2 separate regions of the Anas platyrhynchos genome follow, and region 1 is linked to region 2. Evidence: chromatin contacts called from public Hi-C data. All regions are on one chromosome and are shown on one strand. The core of a region is the stretch at or near the end of the contact, and the rest is flanking DNA. Distances in the headings are between cores, read along the strand shown.

Region 1 (3,766 bases), core at 119-2,618, 55 kb before region 2:
ATTATTGTCTAGTTATCAAAGATTACGATCATTTCAACACTGTTATATCTACTGCTGCTTCCTAAATAACATTAAGAAGTTCAATCCATAGTAAAGCAGAAGAATCAAAACTGTACGTTTTATTTAATACAGTGTAACTTAAAAAGCAGAGTTTTGCTAACAGAATTAATTTTATTTTTATTTAAGATGTATCAAATACCATATCTGACCGTCTCTGAGAAATGGGGTACAGGAATGGAATCGGTATGATACCATCATTTTTTAAATGATTTTTTTTTTTGGCCAAAAAACAGACTTTCCTGCTCAAATGGATGAAGGGTAAAAAAAAAAAAAAAAAAAGACAAAAGAAAGGATGGCTTTTATTCAATCACAAAATGAATGTAAACCTCAAAACATGATGCAGCTGTGAAGAAAGCCTAGCAGCTTTCAGATGCCCCTAAAAAATCTGTAATGACAAGTGCATGCCTTAAAAACTCAACAGTAAGGAGAGCAGTCTGCATATCAGCTTCATACTGTACCTCGTATATGCAAACACGTACAGAAACCTCTGAAAGTTACATAATTATTTTGATATTACTTATACCAAAGTACTTTTGCACCTTGTTTCATTACTGCACCTGACAACCTGTATGTACACTTCAGGTATATTCTGATATTTAAGTTCTAGAATAAAACATCTGTTAAATCATTAATTTGAAAAATAGTGCCTCAGGGGAATTAAAAATCATTAAATTACTGCAGAGACTAACTTTGCTACAGAAATAGAAAGGAATAGAGAGGTAGGGTTGATAGAGTTTAGCCTTTTAACTGATTATCGCCTTTAATAAATAGGAGATCTAACAAAGAAACAAATCCATTATGGCAGAAACACTATTTTAGGGTTACTAAGGAACTATATATGGGCTTAACCCGAGGTGACTGTTTCCTGTAATTCTGTTGTGAAGCAGGCAGCACAAACACAGGCAAATATCCCAGTGGCAGGGAGGGCACCAGAGCAAGCTTTCTGTGTTTTAAATGGAATACACTATTCATTCATTATTTATGCCACAAAGGCATTTCAAACTGAATCTGGCTTCATCCCATTTTATACTGCCAAGAACAAGTTCGTTAAAACTCCAAAATAAAGAATGGAATGCAAAGTAAGCAAGCCAGCTTAGAAAAATATGAGATGGAAGCCTGATCTTTTGAAGAATCAGCACAATTCTGGAGCAATGGCACTGTTTTTGTACAAGAGCATTACTACGCTGGAAGCTGGACAGGAGCTACCCAAAACAAGAGCTTCCTTAGCAGAGAGTGAACAACAAAAAGCAGAAATTTCCTACCAGCAGCAGGCTCTGAGCAGTGTTTGGCTACCTGGCATGGCACACTGCTGGGCAACGATGACTGATCCATCCTCAGGACAAACCTTTCCAATTCCTGCAGCTCCAAAAGCGCCTGCCACAATGAAATCCCACTGCTGCCTACCACTGTTGTGACAGCAGTCTACAAGCTGATTACCAACACCCCAAACAGCATTTAAACCAACCATACAGACAGAGCATACATACAGAGTATAGACCACTCTGCCACTGCAAACCAAACTGCATTCACCAAGTGGCCAGGCTAACACTAGTTAACACAAGTATACTTGCCTTGGCAGGGAAGGCAAGTGCTCTATTATCACTGACCTCGTGCCCCTCAGAATCAAATAGTCAATGCTTTGTAGCAAGCAATTGCTTCCTTCTAGTTTTTTCCTCCACCTAAATGGTTGTCCCAAAGTCATATATATTTATGTTAGTGTTTTCACAACTAACAAAATGCGGTATACCTCTAACAGATGCCCTTCAACTTGCTGTTACTCAGCAGAGCAGCACACCTTGTCCCACTTACTTGACTCTATCTGTCAGAGAGCATTGATGAATAATGTTCTGGACGTGCAGCCAGCAACTCCCACTGCCAGTGATGCCACACACACAACAAAGTGGGAGCAGAGACCTCTGGTGCCTGATGCATTCTGGTTTGTTCGTGATAATTAGAGCACAGTGAGCGCATGGCATTTCTTAACTAAGAGACGTGTCTGCTCAAGTTATTTAGCAGACAGAAGAAGAAATAAGAGAAGACAAAGAATGCCCCTTAAAGCAAAACCAAAGTGAACATTGATGTGCTTTTCCTTACTATTGATATGATTTAATATATCAAGTGTTTCTCCTTGGCAGCTGTGTGGATGAATTCTGCAATTCTTCCCTATTCCACATCTTGACATAACATTAAAATACATGGGCAAATTCAAGAGCTACCTGTAGGGATACAAAACACACAGCTCTACTTTATCAGCGTTATCGATGATCACAATGAACTCAATTTAGTACATATCAAATGTAGCAATTGTAATATAATCATACATCCGCCAGTCACCAACAAGGCCCTAAATCAAGGCTTTTAGAGGCAGTAGGAACAGGAGCGAAGGAAACCAACATTGAGAAAGAATCACATTGTGAGCCTGGCAGAGCTGGTACCACAAGAGGGAGTCCTGATCTCAGACTTGGCCAACACCCTGTAGCAGGGTTTCTCGAGACCATCGATGAGGAATGAGAAGGGCAGAAATAGGAAGACACCTATGCAAAGCCTTACAAACCCCCGACGTTTCCATGGACCTATTTCTCACAAGGGTTTTCAGAGTATAACAAATGAGTTTACTTGTCACAACTGCAGGAAGCAAAGACAATGGAGGTCAAGGAAACAAACACAAATACTAAGGAGAGGTTGAGAAAAAACACACACACAAAACCAACCCTTCTGAAATAGTCACATTGAAGCGTTTCCTCCAAGCTTCTTTCAGTCGATGCAACAACCTGAGGTATCTGCGAGCTCTCTGTAGTTACAGCAGTAGCTGCACTTGGCCTATTTAAGGCAAAAGCAGCCTTAAAATGTCTCTCAATTAACGTCAGATGATAGACTCAACAAAGACGATGCTTACAAACTCGATCATTCCTCCTCAGAGATCCTCACCTGCCACTCCACTGTATTTCATCTGCCACACCATTAGGGAATATAGGGCTTGCTTTACCACTGTGCCCTGTAACCACCCAGTAGAGCAAATGTAAGCCAAGTGCAATCCTACAATTCTTTTCAGGTAGCACACTGATTGCCCGGAAGCAATCCAACAGCTCTCCCAGAAGCTAAACCTGAGCACAAACTTCAGGGGTGAGGGAAGGGGAGAGAAAAAGGGTAGCAATAACTTGCTGACAGCTGTGTTGAAGCATGTTCTCATTGTTAGTGCTGTGGCACACTCCAATTCAAAGGAGGCAAAGGAAATTTTTCTGCAAGAGATGCCCTCAGTAAACCATCACAAGCCAGGACGAAGAAAGAGGAGGTTACTACCTACAGCAGTCTGCCTCATTATCGTACTTACCGTACTGCCCAGCACACCTGGCTTTAGGCAGCAACATAAAGCATTTACGTTTCTGCTTTATCTGGTATTTCTTCATCATTAGGACAACAGTTTAGGGTTAAGATTGGCAAAAAAAAATATGGTTCCTGGGTTCCATAACCACTGGGTCCTTCCTGCGGATCCCTGTGAAGGTGTTAACACATTTGGGACCCAAACACCTGTACCTCAAGAGAGAAAAAAAATGCCAGCCAGCAAACACCTTCCATCAACAGAATGACCTTTAATAACATGGTATGAAACTCAGTTCCTGGGCCATGAAGCATTCCTCCTTCTCCCACACCTTCCGCACCGGAGAGGATGCAAGCCATTAATTTTCACACTCCTTAATAAACAGCC
Region 2 (3,693 bases), core at 419-2,918:
AAGCCTGCTGCTGCTGCAGGCGCTGCTTCACACCTGTGCATGGCTCTGGAGCCCGGCTTGCCCCAGAGAGACCCTTCGAGGGGTGATTTGGAGTGACAAACCAAAGCGTGAGGCCTCATGCTTCCCTGCCACTCAGAGAGCTCAAAGCTAAAAAGGGACCCATATATCACCACGTGTGACCTGTACTTTACAGGCCATTACGCTTCGCTCCGTCCCCTTGTGCTGTGATCGATGGCTGATGTTAAATTAAAGCTTCCCAGGCTCCAGGAAGTTCAACACCAAGTGCTACAGGGCAAAGGAAGGCAGAATTGCCACAAGGAAACACCTTTAGAAAAACAATAACAAAACAAAACAAAACAACAACAACAAAACAAAAACAAAACAAACAAACAAAAAAAAAACAGGAGAGAGCTCTGCAAGTTTAGCTGCCACAACAAGAAACTTAAAAGAGAGAAGGGTACTAGAGGTAGACTGAATAGCATCAAAATATCCATAAAAAGCTTCTTCTTTACAGCTGAGAAGTGTAAGGAAAGGTCTGTAAGGTTAGGTGGATAAGAAGGGGATTATTTTACTGGAAGTGCTTTTAAACTGCGCACAAAATATAGGCCCCAAGCTAAACTCAAATCCAAACTGTCCTTACATCTGTGATTGCTGGTTCTGCAGGTGTGATGCAGGGATGCTGGGTTTCTGCATGACACATTCAGTCTCCTACCAGTTCAAGAAAATCTTGGGTGCACCAGAGAACAATTCGTGACACCGTTCCTTAGAACAGCCCCAAGCTGAAGAGATCTTCCCCAAGGAACACAACAGCCACTGCTGTCACAGGTATGTCCGGATATCACGTTACTTCTGGCAAAGCTTGGTGGTGGCTGATTAAGATAATGTTCCCCACACATTTCCACTAGTCACAGCATGTTCGGGATTTAAAAAGCTTCATTTGTTTTCCTGTTGGAAAGCATAAGGAAACAGCCGAATAGCTCCATCTTCTCAGCGATTTACAGAAAAGTGTTGATGAAAAATAGTGTGAGTTGAGTAAGCTGTGAATAAGAGCAACTGCTTGGCTTCCCCTGTAATAGATTTTCTTAATGTAATATTTTAATAGAATAAGTACTATATTCTTTTACACATAGAGAAGGCTGAAGTGTTGTAGGTTTTATGACACAGCAAATGGCCTTGCACAAGATTTCCTATGTATGAAATCCCCCAACAACATGAAACTTAATATTGTGACTAGTACTATGGAGCTAAGCATGCAGACAGTGTATCTGCAGAAATCATCTTTCAGCATCAGCTCTTTACAGTCAGATAACAGGCCTGTCTTTCTGCGAGGTTTGGTAAGCTCAGTCACTGGTGGGATACCACACTCCTTCCTCCCCCACTCCTGATATGACAAAGTGACTTCTGGTGCCAATTTTGCAATAAACAACGTGTTTTTTGCTCTGCATTGTCTTCATGCTGTCCTGCTAATTCAGGGTTCTCCCTTAAAACACCCAACATGGGGACAGGCAGGATTTAGTGGCACACAGGGCTGTCCTGCTGCACGGTCTGGCAGGGTTTAAGATCCAGGTTCTCCCTTGTAGCAATGTAAGGGCACACAGCTGTGATGGGGCAGCAAGTTTGTTTTAAAATCCTTTTTACCAGAGTTGCTGAGGAGCGGTGCAGGTATGACCTGTGCTGTCAGAGCTTGGAAGGAACAGTTTGCAGGCTGACAGGATTAAAGAAGGTCAAAAAGGTGATCAGGGGACTGAGGCACCTCTCCTACAAAGACAAGCTGAGGGAGTTGAGGTTGCTCAGCCTGGAGAAGAGAAGGCTCTGGGGAGACCTTACAGCAGCCTTCCAGTGCCTAAAGGCAGGCCTACAGGAAAGCTGGGGAAGGACTCTTTGTCAGGGGGTGTAGGGATAGGACAAGGGGGGAATGGCTTTAAACTAAAAGAGGGGAAGATTTAGATTAGATATTTGGAAGAAATTCTTCCCTCAGAGGGTGGTGAGGCCCTGGCACAGGTTGCCCAGAGAAGCTGTGGCTGCCCCATCCCTGGAGGTGTTCAAGGCCAGGCTGGATGGGGCCTTGGCCAGCCTGATGTAGTGGGTGGCATCCCTGCCTATGGCAGGGGTGTTGGAACTGGGTGATCTTTGAGGTACCTTCCAACCCAAACCATTCTGTAATTCTGTGATTATCAGGGAAAACAATATAGCACCGAAGCTGTATCATCTTCACTCTCTGTGCCTGAGTGCTGTGCCAGATCTCAGTCTGTTCCTATAGATACAAAGGATCAGAAATTGGAAACGCTTCAGAAAAAGAAAAGATCAGTCGCAGCAGCACCGATTTCCTGTTCTCATGCAGATGTCTATGTACAAGGTCACACTCTGCACATTGACTTCGCTTGGATCACAACGTGGGCACAGCCTGACGCAGCAGTGAAGCTGCAGGGATGGCAAGCTGCCGCTGTAGGCAGCCCCTCCATCCCTTGCCCCCAGCTATGTGGTCTTGCTGTTTCCCATATGACAGTGTTTGTGCTTGTCTGAGCCTTCCATGAGCCAGCCAGGAGACTGAGAGCAGCTTAAAAATTACCTCTAGAAGAAAAAGAAATCAATGGGTGCTTTTCAGCAAACACAAGCAAATGTCACAGAGGAAGGGAAGACTGCAGAAGAAAGACTTCATGTATGTAGCAGAAGAAGATGACTATGGAGGTAACCAACCTGCTATTCGGGTCACACATAGTGGCTGTGACAGGAAAAATCCTGTCAGAGATAAGCAGAAAGTACCACAGCTGAGGAAGGCCATGAGCCGTAGGGACTCAGAGTAAATTTCTCCTGTCCAGGACTCTAAATTGACAGAAAGGAACAACAGGGCCCACATGGCTTGTTAGGATGAGAGGTGGGCAAAGGCTTATGTGCTGGGATCTGGTGTCTCATGAGGTAGTGTGTGTCAGTAACTTCATGTACAGACATCTACCTCACACTCCATGTGCTCTAATACGCTGCTGTAGGGGCCTCAGCATGGTGTAGCTCCTACATTGCTTTCTTCACGTGAACCTCCCAGGTGGACAGGCTGTCCTGTGCAGAGGCAGAAGCGACACGCAAACATCACAAGACAAGCAGAGCTGGCATCACTCCACTTGCAAGGTTACCTTGGTTTCGTGTGCGACACAGAAGTCACAGCTAAGAAAAGCCCCATTATACGTCCTTGATAGCATGATTGTAATGGCACCGGGACAAAGAAAATGATGAGCTGGATCCCAAGAGAAGAAACGTGCAGGCTGAAGCTTCAAGTGGTGCAGATAAAAATCGCTCCTTTCAACTGAAGCACAAACTCCTGGTCCTGCCTACAGTACGCCTAAGGCAAGTGGTTCATAGCAGACACACCGGCGAGGTGAACAGCCAACCCAGAGCAGACAATGGATTGCTGCTGCATTGCAGGAAAGGGGTAGTATGAGGAGATGTTTCATATAAATCCCTCTCTATAGCACCTGCGTCAAATTGCTCAGAAAACAGGGGGAGAGAACAATAAATCAATAAGAGGCAGGAGATAAGGTCAGTGGTAGCAATACAGACATGGATGCACCAGGACAGAAACTGGGAGAGATCATGATCAAATGCTCAGCTCTCAGCTAAGAGGCCATGAAAACAGACCTAAGGGTAAAATAAAACCAGAATGAATCTGTCTTGGTATCCCTGAAACACTTGTCCTGACTA

The links. A called contact is a pair of places that touch in the nucleus more often than the background predicts.
Region 1: a Hi-C map of subcutaneous adipose tissue shows a contact between it and region 2, with 2.2 times the contacts expected there. The contact joins two enhancer-like sites. A contact is called at or near these places in 4 of 8 Hi-C or Micro-C datasets (liver, skeletal muscle, small yellow follicle and 1 more).

What each region holds. Positions count from the first base shown.
Region 1 is chr1:177,647,608-177,651,373 of IASCAAS_PekinDuck_T2T, reverse strand. The region is part of intron 1 of LRCH1 (leucine rich repeats and calponin homology domain containing 1); the gene reads right to left. Among named protein-coding and RNA genes, the nearest start is that of LRCH1, 52 kb to the right of the region's middle. Within about 2 kb of position 1,368, at least 1 of the 8 cell types and tissues checked has an H3K27ac peak or open chromatin away from gene starts, as enhancers often do.
Region 2 is chr1:177,592,931-177,596,623 of IASCAAS_PekinDuck_T2T, reverse strand. No RefSeq gene overlaps it. Among named protein-coding and RNA genes, the nearest start is that of LRCH1, 2.8 kb to the left of the region's middle. Within about 2 kb of position 1,668, at least 1 of the 8 cell types and tissues checked has an H3K27ac peak or open chromatin away from gene starts, as enhancers often do.